Linked DNA regions of Hordeum vulgare: region 2 is linked to region 1. Evidence: chromatin contacts called from public Hi-C data. All regions are on one chromosome and are shown on one strand. The core of a region is the stretch at or near the end of the contact, and the rest is flanking DNA. Distances in the headings are between cores, read along the strand shown.

Region 1 (5,753 bases), core at 1,217-3,716:
GTGACAGAATGGTACCTGGCGTATATCATATACTATGATCCTATAGATACACATTTCAGGAAATGTTTCTATGAGATGTGTCTTTTGATTGCAAGCAGTATATTTTCAATAACATGGTTTTATACAGAGGCACGATATAAGGTGGAGAAGTAATATCTGATTTCTGGAAAGAAAATAGATCCCACAAGATTACAAGGAATCATGTATTTCATATAGATCAATACAAGATTGTAACTTGAAAGATAAGTTTATACTAGATGGCTTTGCATCAGAATGAGAAAGATCCTAATATTTCTTTCCCTGCTCTAGTAGGACTGCTATCAAATAGTTCAATTTGTTCAGCTCAATCACAACCACTCAAAATTAAGAAACATATTTAGCGTATGCATGGCGGCCAAAGTATATATATATATATAACTAAGATGGGGATGAAATTGAACTCCGGAGATAATTGCAACAAGATTACAGAAACAAGAAGTGGTGTTAAGATGGAGGAGAAATGTATTTTCTGCCGTCATGTAACGCTGCTATCTTACTGGTACCATTCACTTTGAGAAGTCATACAGGAAGAAAGCCAAGTAAAGAGCTTTACACTGAAAGTATCAGCAATAGGTAAAAAGGTTGCTTATCGAAATCTCCATACAACATCGATTGATTACCAGACATACTTACCACTTATAAATAAAAGACCACAAAAGCTAAAAGGACATAAGATAATCACTTCATTTTTTTTTCATTTTCTTTGATTGATACCAAGAGCTTCCTCTTTGTTGATTAAGCAGGCTACAGACATGCTGTAGTACACAAGGAAGGCAGGTACTAGTGTGACCATGAGTCCAGGACAAAGTAGCCCTAGCTAATCTTGCATCTTTTGCGCACAAGTGAGCAGCAAAAATGGCAGAGCGTTTTACAAAGTTTATTATAGTGCAGAAACTAAATAAGCCTGATATGACAACCACTTTATTCTGCATGCCTACCATGTGAAGGGGGGGGGGGGGGGGGGGGAGCACCAGAAACTTCAGGCACGATATCAGGTTACTCATCTCTTGCTTATTGGGTGCTTTGCACCATACACAGAATTAGATAGCAAAGACATACTAAAAACATCATCACCAATGACTCACCCCTGCAACAATGCAATGGACTTGTCCATCATGGATTCCCTAGTGCAGATCCGAAATATCAGCAGTAAGCACCTTCACAACTGACAACCCATCGAACAACGGCTTCCCATCCACACCACCACCATTATCACCTTCCATCGAGAAGAAGGAATGTTGAACAAGACTTTCTCTGAGCCTAAATCTCCTAAGGTTCAGATAAGCGCTCCATTCATACCGTGTGGACAAACTACCATCAGCACCAGAAACATGCTGCAGATATTGCCACAGAAAGTTTGATTCCTCTTTTTCAGAAAGAAGGAACACACCTTGGATGTCCGGCACCAGAGAGAAGGTCATCACCCGCAATTTGATCCGGTGCTTCAATGACCAGGCCCAACTCTTGTGATCCTCAAGAACCCAGAGATCAGCCGTGCTGCCATGGTAATCATACAATCCAAGAGTGCCGTTCATCTCAAACGGCTCAAGAAAAGAGCCGTCAACTGGAGAAAGCAGATGCTGGAAGGACTCGGCCATGGTGTCGAACACCAGCATGTTGTTAACCTTGCCGTTACCACCAGAACCAGGCAACTTAATGGGCTGCCAGTAAATCCGGCCGCCTGCCAGGACGTGCGGGTGAAGGAACGCCATCATCGGCATCGCCTGCGCCAAGTCCCCGGACGCCCACGGCTCGAGAGGCTCCCCGACGCACCTGAGCTCGCCGGACCCAAGGGTGTACACCTGGTATGCAGCACGGAACTGGCCGTCCTCGGTTGTCTTCAAGCAGCACAGAACTCGGTAGGAGCCCGACGGGCCGTGGAAGTACAGACCGGAGATGTAGTAGACGTGAAGAAGCGGGAGGGGCGCGTGCTGGCGAGTCGCCGGGTTGCAGATGTAGAGGCCGCCGTAGGCGACGATGATAAGGAGGCCGTCGCAGGAGGCGAGCACGTCGAAGTGCTCGTCGGCCGCGGCCCGGACCTTCCGCGCGACGGGGCGCCGCTCGTCGGTGCTGTGGTCCAGGACGTCGATCCTTCTCTCATGGGTGTCCTGGGTGGTGACGAGCGGGAGCGAGGGCTGGCGGCGGTGGTGGGCGAGGAGGAATTTGGCGTCGGAGGTGAGGCGGCGGTGCCAGGAGCGGCAGACGGCGCGGCACCGGATGAGGACCTTCGGCGGCAGGCGGATGAGAATCTCCCAGGTGACGATCTCCTCGGGGAGGCGAGGCTCGCCGACGGCCGCTTCTGCCATGCCCCTCCAACTGGATCTTGGGGGAATTTTGTTCTAGCGGCGGCAACGCCGCAGGAAGTGGAGCATTGCTCCTTTGCCTCCTTCGGGATCTCAGGTGAAGGCAGGTTCGCAAAAAAAAAAAAGGTAACCAAGAAGATTACAGGAACCTATATGCATGGAAACAACAAAACAGTGAAACACACGGAAGTGTCAAAAAAAGGCGAAACAAAGATAAACATGGAATCGTTTCCCACCCGCGCGCCAGTCGACCCCTCGTGCGTGCGGGCTCATGCAACATTTTTTCCACTCGCGCGCTTCTTTGGTTAGTGGTGCAACATTTTTCATCTAAATTTATTGTAACCAGCGTCATTTTTGCTGCAAGCATTTTTTACTATATTTTTGTTCCAGTAAAAAAACTGCATATACGTTAGTTTGCAACTCCAGTTCGTCGGATTTTTCATTACAATCGATATTTTTTAATTTTGCTACAACCGTGTTAATTTTTGCTACAACCGGCATCATGTTTTGCTGCAACCGTTCATTAAAAAAGTTGCATACACGTCATGTAAATATTTGCTACAACCGGCGTTTGACTTTTGCTACCACGCACCATCAGCTTCATTTTTTGCTACGATCACGTAGATATTTTTTTGCTACAAATTTTGTTTCTTGTTGCAACCGTTGAAAAAATTGCTGCATCGCATCAAAATTTTGCTGCATAGGGGGGAAATGTTGCATGCGGATCCAACGGTGCGGACGACGCAGGGTTGGTGGATCCTGCGGCTCGCGCGCGGCCGGCCGAAAGTTTGGGGCGGCGCGCCGGCGCAGATCAGTCCCCAAACACGAAAGCATCTCCACCCGCATCCCCAACCCACAAAACATTTTTATTTCCGTCAGCACAAAAATAATATAATAATCCCCCAATCATGTCCCACCCGAATTCTGTAGGCTCGGGCCATTTTTCGGTCCGGCGATGGCAGGCCAAATCCAGCGTTTGGGAGGCCGGGGAGGGGGGGCACTTGGGGCTTCAGCAAAAGGAAAAAATGGCCCGTGGACCATCATTGTCAGGAGAGAAATGTCTTTTCCCGTTCAGATATGACCCACGCATGGTAGAACGCCATTTTTCCCGTCGTCCGTCATGCCGATTCGGCGCCACCCCCAGACCATCATTGTCAGCTAGAAAGGTCATTCCCACGCCCCACGCCGGAAAGAGAGGGTTTCACCGCGGCAGCCTCCATCCCTACTATTTGCCTAGCTTTCCAGGGCTCCGACCACACATGCGAGAATACCGACGGCTACCCTCTCACCACGCCCGCTAGGTGTTCGGTGATTTGCCTGTTCGGTGATGGACTCCGATGACGAGGTGGCGTTCGTGGTTCTGCTGGAGGAGGAAGCCGAAGCCCACACTGATGACAAAGAGCACCTCATGATCCTCGCTGCTCTGGTCGGCATGTTCGTGAAGAATGGAAAGCCGCGGCGATGTGGCTCGGTGCCGGGCCATCGCAGAGCAAGCAAAGACATCGAATAGAGGGCTATTGCTTGCTCTATGCCGAATACTTCGCTGACGCTTCACTACACGGTGAGAAAGTATTTCGGCGCCGTTATCGGATGAGCTGGAAGCTCTTCCTCAAGATTGTGAATGCCATCCGGGAGTTCGACAGCTATCTCATTTGTAAGAAGGATTGCACCAGCACAGTGAGATTCTCCTCACTCCAGAAGTGCACGACAACTATGTGGATGCTTGCATACGGAGCTCTCGGTGATATACATGAAGACTATGGACGCATGACCAAGTCCATCACCATTGAGAGTTTTTACAAGTTTCATAGGACAGTGGTGGAAGTGTTTGGACCACAATACTTGCGATCACCCAATGCTGAAGACACTACTCGAATCCTAACAAAAAATGAAGCAAGAGAATTTCTTGGGATGCTTGGAAGCATCGACTGCATGCATTGGGAATGAAAAAATTATCCATTTGCTTGGCAAGGGATGTACAAAGGCGCGAAAGGAGCTTGCAATGTGGTACTTGAGGCAGTGGCTACATAGGACCTCTCGATTTGGCACTCCTTCTTTGGTATGCCAGGAACTCACAACGACGTGAACGTCCTGAAATGCTCGAATGTATTTGCCAAGCTTGTTGAAGGTCATGCTCCTCCAGTGAACTTCTAGGTCAATGGGCGCCACTTCAACAAAGGATACTACCTGGCAGATGGCATCTATCCAAGATGGTCAACATTTGTGAAGACTCTCACAAACCATGTGCCAGGAGGCAAGAAGTCCCACTTTACGAAGTGTTAGGAGGTTTGCAGGAAGGATGTCGGGGCGGGCATTTGGTGTGCTCCAATCTCGATTTGTTGTTGTCCGGTACCCCGCTATGACCTAATCAAAATCTCAGATGTGGGAGGTGATGAATTGTTGTGTCATCTTGCACAACGTGATCACCGAGAGCGAGCAGGAGGAGCCACTGTTTGACATTGTATCATATTTCAGACAGGGTCCTCTTACAATTGTTGATCACTAGGTATCGGCAGCATGGGGTGCCTTCCTCAATATGCGTGTGGAGATCCGAGACCCATAGATGCATCAAGAACTGCAGCACGATCTGGTGGAGCACTTATGGAGGCTCAAGGGAACACCTAGTTCGATGTGTTTTAATTTGTGTTCAAATTATGAGCTTGCTTCCTTGAACTATTCGATTTGTATTGACTTCTATGATGAACTCTGTGATAATAATTATTATTTTGTTGAATTTATGTTGAAGTAACAAATTTATGTCGAATTTGAGTTGGAACTTGACGGCCGGGGGGGGGGGGGGGTGAACTTGGGGGCAGCTAGGAGCCAGAGCCCCCCCCCCCCCGCCAAAAATAGCATCGGCGAGCCCCGAAGAGGCGCTCATTTTCGTCTAAAAATGCTCTTGGGGGGGGCGAACGCCTGGAGATGCTCTCACAGCTGTCCTGGGAACCTTGCACGACACGGCCTAAGAGAAATGAAAATACAAACAAATACCAAGGGCTCCTTCAACACGCCAAAACCGTCGATAATCTTTAAGAGTAATTCTGACCGGCCGACCCAAACGGACATCAATTTTGTCCACTTTTTGTCCGGTTGGGTCGGCCCAACGGACACCCATATCCGTTTTCATATTTGGGTCGACGCTTGTGTCCAACGTTGTCATGACCCATTTTAGGTGGCACAAAAAGATATCATAAATATTCTAAAAATAGAAAAACATTGATGCCAACCATAATGGCCAACGAGAGTCCACAAGTTCACTTTGCATTCATTAAAAACATTAAATAAAACTAAAAACTAGGAGGCACACTGCCCTAGGCATCCTCCTCCTCGTTGTCATTAGAATTTTTTCCAAAAGGACCAGCTGCCGAACAAAATTGCCAAAAAGTACTACCTGCAGTACAAATTGTCAAA
Region 2 (5,753 bases), core at 1,845-4,344, 90 kb after region 1:
GATGAATCATGACTACCATAGCAATTATAAGACAAGCCAGTCGATTATACACAGAGTATGCAAGTAGCATATGAAGTGATGAGCAGGAACGAAACATATCTAGAAAAGAAACTATAACAAGAAGTTGTGGCAGGAACTCAAACAAGAAGAACACGAGAACATACTGAGTTGGAGCAGCAGCTATAGTGGGATTTGCGTTGACGTCGTCATTGGCCATGTTGCCGAAGAGGCTGTCGATGTCGGGGAAGAAGTCGTCATCCGGGAAGTAGTCGTCAGCGTTCGTGATGGAAAAGCCAGTAGTCGCATTGAGCGCTCCCCAAAAACCTTATCGCCCTTCTCCAGTACATGACTCAAAGAGACGGGGTTTCGGAGGCCTACTGTTCCGACCTGCGGTGCACGTCGCAAGCCGGGGCGGGGAAAAGCTAGCAGTAGCTCAGAGATTGGAACTCGTTGGCATGAGGAAGATGGTATTCTCGTGTGTCTCTCTGGAGAGGAGCGACCTGTCTTTTATAGGCCCATGAGAAGGAGGCAGGCACGCAACATCGGGAGGCGAAGCAAAAGAGATTGCAGTCAGGTTGATAATAGTCGAGTGACATTACTTCGTCGGTCCAAACTAAGGAATCTGTTATAAATGTTTTGAAATAGATATTGTTCTCTCTTTGATCAGGGATTGCTATATGAAAATAAGTGGAGTTTGAAAAAGGGAACGAAATGCTCAAACCGGAACTGCTAGAGGAACGAATTTTCAATAGCATAACTTGGGCTCCTAGAATATGGTGCCCTTGAGACAATCTATTTGATTGCAGGGTTTTGTTCTGAAGCAAAGATATCCGCAGAGGACGGTTCGTTCGTCCTATTCTGATATTCAGGACCAAGAGGTACTGCATTCTCTGGCTGAAATGCCAACGGAACTCTGTCTATTCTCTAATTCACCCGATCCGATAGTACCTGTTTTTGGAACGTCCAGTGCCAAAGTCATTGAATGGGTAAGTCACGAATCCAATCCCTTTGACAAATCGGATGTCATATTATATATCATATCCTATATATATATATAGAAATATCATAGATACCCCGTTTCGTGACGAGGCGAGACGGGCGGCGGAGGAGGAGGAGCGTGCGTGTATGTCTCTCTTGTTCTCATGCTCATACATGTGTGGAAACATCCTTTCTTATAAGGAGGTCCAACTCCTACCAAACTAGCAATGTGGGACTAAACTTTAGTCCCTCCTCTTGCCTTGCACGAGTGGGCTAAGTGGGCCTCTAGGATTTATTAGAAATTCTGAAAAAGGTCATTGGGCTGGCCCAAAATTATAAAATTCTAGCACATAATTGGGGGGGGGGGTATACCTCTGGGGCTCCCGATAGTCCGATGAGCAGGCTGCCGGACATGAGGCAGACAAAGGGATCCGCAGCGCTCGGCCATAGATTAGTGTAGGGTATCCATGTCGTTAGAATGGAGCTCCACGCGACCAGACGTGCACATAGTTTTACCTATTTTAGTTCAAATATGTCCAAAATGCAATGAATTTAGTCCGGTTTATATGAAATCCGTTGTGTTTGCATGAGTTTCATCTGCTTTGTTGGAAAAGTGTTTGAAATATACTTCCTCCGTTCCAAAATATAAGACCTTTTAGGAATTTCACTATAAGACTACACACGGAGCAAAATGAGTGAATCTATACTCTAAAATATGTCTATGTACATCCGTATGTAGTTTATAGTGCAATCTCTAAAAGGTCTTATATTTAGGAACGGAGGGAGTATGTGAGTAACGATGGATGACCGACAACACTCGAGAATATCATTTTTGGTGGTGCTCCTCAGGTGCCGAGTCATCACTTTCAAGGTGAAAACCTAAGGTCTAACTTTCGTTTTGTGCCTTATATTAGAGTATTTAACCAAAAACCACCATAATTCATGGAAACGTGCCTAGAAACTACTACTATACGTTTTTGTGCCGAAAGCTACCATTTTTATCCTAATCAGTGGCAAAAAACTACCAAGTGTGAATATTGCTCCATTAGCCTCTTTGAAATGCCTTTTATCCTAATCCGTTAACTACTCCATTAACCTACCTGGCGCAGCCCCGCCGCCGTCGCCATGGCCTCGCCCAAAGCGGCGGCCGCCCCGTGCCTCGCCGTCGGCAGGCCTCCTTGTCGCCGACCACGTCGCCGTCGGATCCCGGCGTCCTGCGAACCGCCCCACGCTGCCAGTCTCCATGCCCTCGCACCGAGCGGCGGCCGCCCCGCGCCTCGCGGCCGAAGGCCTCCCGTCGTGGACCCTGCCGTGGTTGGATCCCACCGCCTCGCCTCCCTGGCGCAGCCTCGTTGCCCCGTGAACCGCCCCGCGCCGTCCATCGCCATGGCCTCGCCTCGAGCGGTCGTCGCCAGCGTCTCGCCGTCACCAGATCCGGCAGGCGTCGCCCTGGTTCCGCCTCTCCCGGACCTCCCCGCCGCCCTGCTCATGCCGGAGTGCTGCGTGTAGATCGCGTCGTCTCCTCCAGATCCGGTCGCACCGCCGCCGTACTTCATCTTCTCCACCTCCGGTGAAGGCCGCCGCCGTCTCGATCTCTTTCTCCGGTGACGGCAAACTTAACGGTGCTGACTTTTCCGTCCTGACATGTGGGCCAACCCTGTCATAATGAGTTTAAACGAGCCAAATGAGGCGTTTTGCAGACTTGATTGTTTTTAGTCACAGATTAGCAAAAAAAAATTGATAGTTTTTGGCGCAAAAACGAATTGTGATAGTTCCTGGGCACGTTGGCGTGAATTGTAGTAGTTTTTGATTAAATACTCCTCATATTACCTTGATGAAGGTATTGTTTCGAGAGCTCGGTCTTTTTAAGGGAGAAAACCTAAGATCTTGGATCGGACGACGATGACGCTTGTGCACCGATTTTTTTTTAAAGGCATCATTTTTTAGGATGGTTTGAGTGTCGCTGCTGCTGAGAAGAGTTGTTCACTGTGACGAGTAGTTGAAAATGCTCTTACTATTACATTTTTCTTTCAAACACGTTACAGTTTACTCCCACCTCAAGTAGTTCCGAGCTACTGTACGTAGTAGCCACACACATGGAGCGACTCACTCACCTCCAACCAATTTAACTTTCGTGAATCTTTGATCGCTTTTCATTTGGCCCAGCTCGACGTCACGCGGATGTCCCCGATGGATCTCGCCGGCCACACGCCCCTCGACGACGACGAGATGAGCAGCGTGTGATCCTCGTCGCCCCGTCCATCCAACCGAAGATAAGACGCCCACTCCCTCCCCTCCACATGGCACCCACCCTCCAATCCCTTACTTATTCCCGCCCCCCTCACTCCTCCATCCCCTAGCTCCACCTCTCATCCGCTCCTCAGCCACACCTAGAGCATCTTAGCTCCAGCTAGCCACCAATGGCCGCCGCACTGAGCCTCCGCGCGCCCTTCTCCGTGCGCGCTGTGGCGCCACCGGCGCCCCGCGTGGCCCTTGCGCCCGCGGCCCTCAGCCTCGCCGCCGCCAAGCAGGTGCGGGGAGCCAGGCTCCGCGCGCAGGCGACGTACAAGGTGAAGCTGGTGACGCCCGAGGGCGAGGTGGAGCTGGAGGTCCCCGACGACGTCTACATCCTGGACCAGGCCGAGGAGGAGGGCATCGACCTGCCCTACTCCTGCCGCGCCGGCTCCTGCTCCTCCTGCGCCGGCAAGTTGGTGTCCGGCGAGATCGACCAGTCCGACCAGAGCTTCCTCGACGACGACCAGATGGAGGCAGGGTGGGTGCTCACCTGCCACGCCTACCCCAAGTCCGACATCGTCATCGAGACCCACAAGGAGGAGGAGCTCACCGCATAAGCTGCTTACCCTGCCTCTCTTTGCAACAAGATCGAGCTGATATCATATTATCTCCCATCATGCATGCATGCATGGATATCGCCAGATACACCGATTTGTTTGTGCTCGAATGAATTGCTCGATGCATGGTTTGCTCCAGTAATAATGTCTTCGAATTACTACCTTTTTGTACCGTAAGATATACTACTGTCGTAATACTAGCGTGTACTTAATTCAACGTACTGAAATGAATCCTGATGGCTGAGGTGTCTCTCTGATTAATAATATCTTCTTTTTTACTTAAGATAAGAGACTGCTGAATGTTGGTTGCTAACGGTGGTGGTTGATGTTGAAGTTTTGTTGCTGCAAGTTGATTGCTTCGCCGCGTTATGCCTTGCCTTGTTTCTCATTTATGTATTTTTGATGATGCATCGTCGCACTAGGTAGCTCTTGAATTGTGTTTGGGGGCACCTTGAAATTAATAAACAGTAAGGTAGGTCACAATGTCTTCAACCCCCTTTCTAGAAACCACTCTAACATCAAATAGAATATTACTCTATTGATTAGTACAGAGATGCTATATACACTTTGTCACAGTTTGTACAGAGATTGTAGGTGAATGCAATTGAATTAAACCATATGTGACATGCACCGTGAAGTCGAAACCTTGCAACATAGTGTCAGAAATAACAAATCGATGTCTTACTTCATTAGATGTGGAACCATCTACCCTCGTTGTTGATCATCATAATGGTTTTATAAACCCCCAACATGTTGTGTTTTAAAACGATTGTACCATGTTCTTGTTTCGACTGCCGGGGGGAGGGCTCGTGATGACCTACTCTTTCTCAAGTTATCATGTTAGTCACTTGGATGACTTAGGCCCTGTTTGGAACTATAATACTCCCTCCGTTCCATAATATAAGTCTTTTTAAAGATTCCACTAAAAAACTACATACAGATGTATATAAACATACTTTAGAGTGTAGATTCACACATTTTGCTCCGTATGTAGTCCACTAGTGAAATCGCTTAAAAGACTTATATTTAGGAACGGAGGGAGTAGATTATAATAATCTAGATTATGAAGATAGATTATATAATCTGGTTTATAAAAATAATCTAGATGGACATGTTTGGAGGCCGGATTATATAAACTGTAATCCAGATTTTACATTGCATAATGACCTGTCTGCCCTCTGTTTAAAAAAAAAAAAGGGTGGCGGTGGTAGGAATGTAATTATCTCCAACTTTACAAGGGTAATAGATCATTAGCAATCCATAATCTGATTTTAGCTGGTATAGACTAGATTATGAGTTTTTAATAATATATCCATCTAGTTTTTATAATCTACACCATAAGCTGTCCTGTTTGAAGACAAAATAGATTATAGAAACTGGATTATATAATCTGGATGGTTCCAAACAGGGCCTTAGATGGAGATAATGCACACCATTGAAAAAATTATACTTATAGATAGGGTCACTTTAGTGGCTGGAATAGTCTCGGACCTGTCACTCGTACTTCGGTCCAACAACGTACATGCCATTGCAATTTACTGAGCAGGGATTGCCGCCCGCCACTGATTTTCTAGTCCCACATTGGCCATGGGGAAACCTTTTCAGTGGCGGGCGGTCGGGTACAACCTACCACTGGCAGTGAAGTTGTCACTGGCAGGCACCGGTTTCCTCCAACCATTAGTGCACCACATATGTAATTTTCTAATTTCCTGCATTTGTTTTTACATTTTAGTGTGGTATTCTTTTGTGACTTTGTTACTGTATGAGAATTGTTTGACCTTTGTAGTATCTTTATTTGCTATATTTTAGACATTTTATTAATAAAGTTGTATTTAATTGAATATAATTATATTTTTTGAACTACAACTATATATTTTAAATTACTTTCAAAGGTTCGAAGACAAATATTTATGTCTCGTGAAA

What was found. A called contact is a pair of places that touch in the nucleus more often than the background predicts.
Region 2: a Hi-C map of leaf shows a contact between it and region 1, with 3 times the contacts expected there. The contact joins the promoter of LOC123407396 here to the promoter of LOC123411313 in region 1. A contact is called at or near these places in 1 of 6 Hi-C or Micro-C datasets (leaf) and 1 of 1 datasets of contacts at active chromatin or transcription factors (embryo).

Annotation. Positions count from the first base shown.
Region 1 is chr7H:441,358,820-441,364,572 of MorexV3_pseudomolecules_assembly, forward strand. LOC123411313 (F-box protein At5g49610-like) reads right to left here and starts at 2,467. Exons shown (of 1, transcript XM_045104244.1): 1 at 710-2,467. The coding sequence starts at 2,345. The coding sequence ends at 1,164.
Region 2 is chr7H:441,448,049-441,453,801 of MorexV3_pseudomolecules_assembly, forward strand. It overlaps LOC123407396 (ferredoxin, chloroplastic), which reads left to right and starts at 3,095. Exons shown (of 1, transcript XM_045100521.1): 1 at 3,095-4,113. The coding sequence starts at 3,399. The coding sequence ends at 3,830.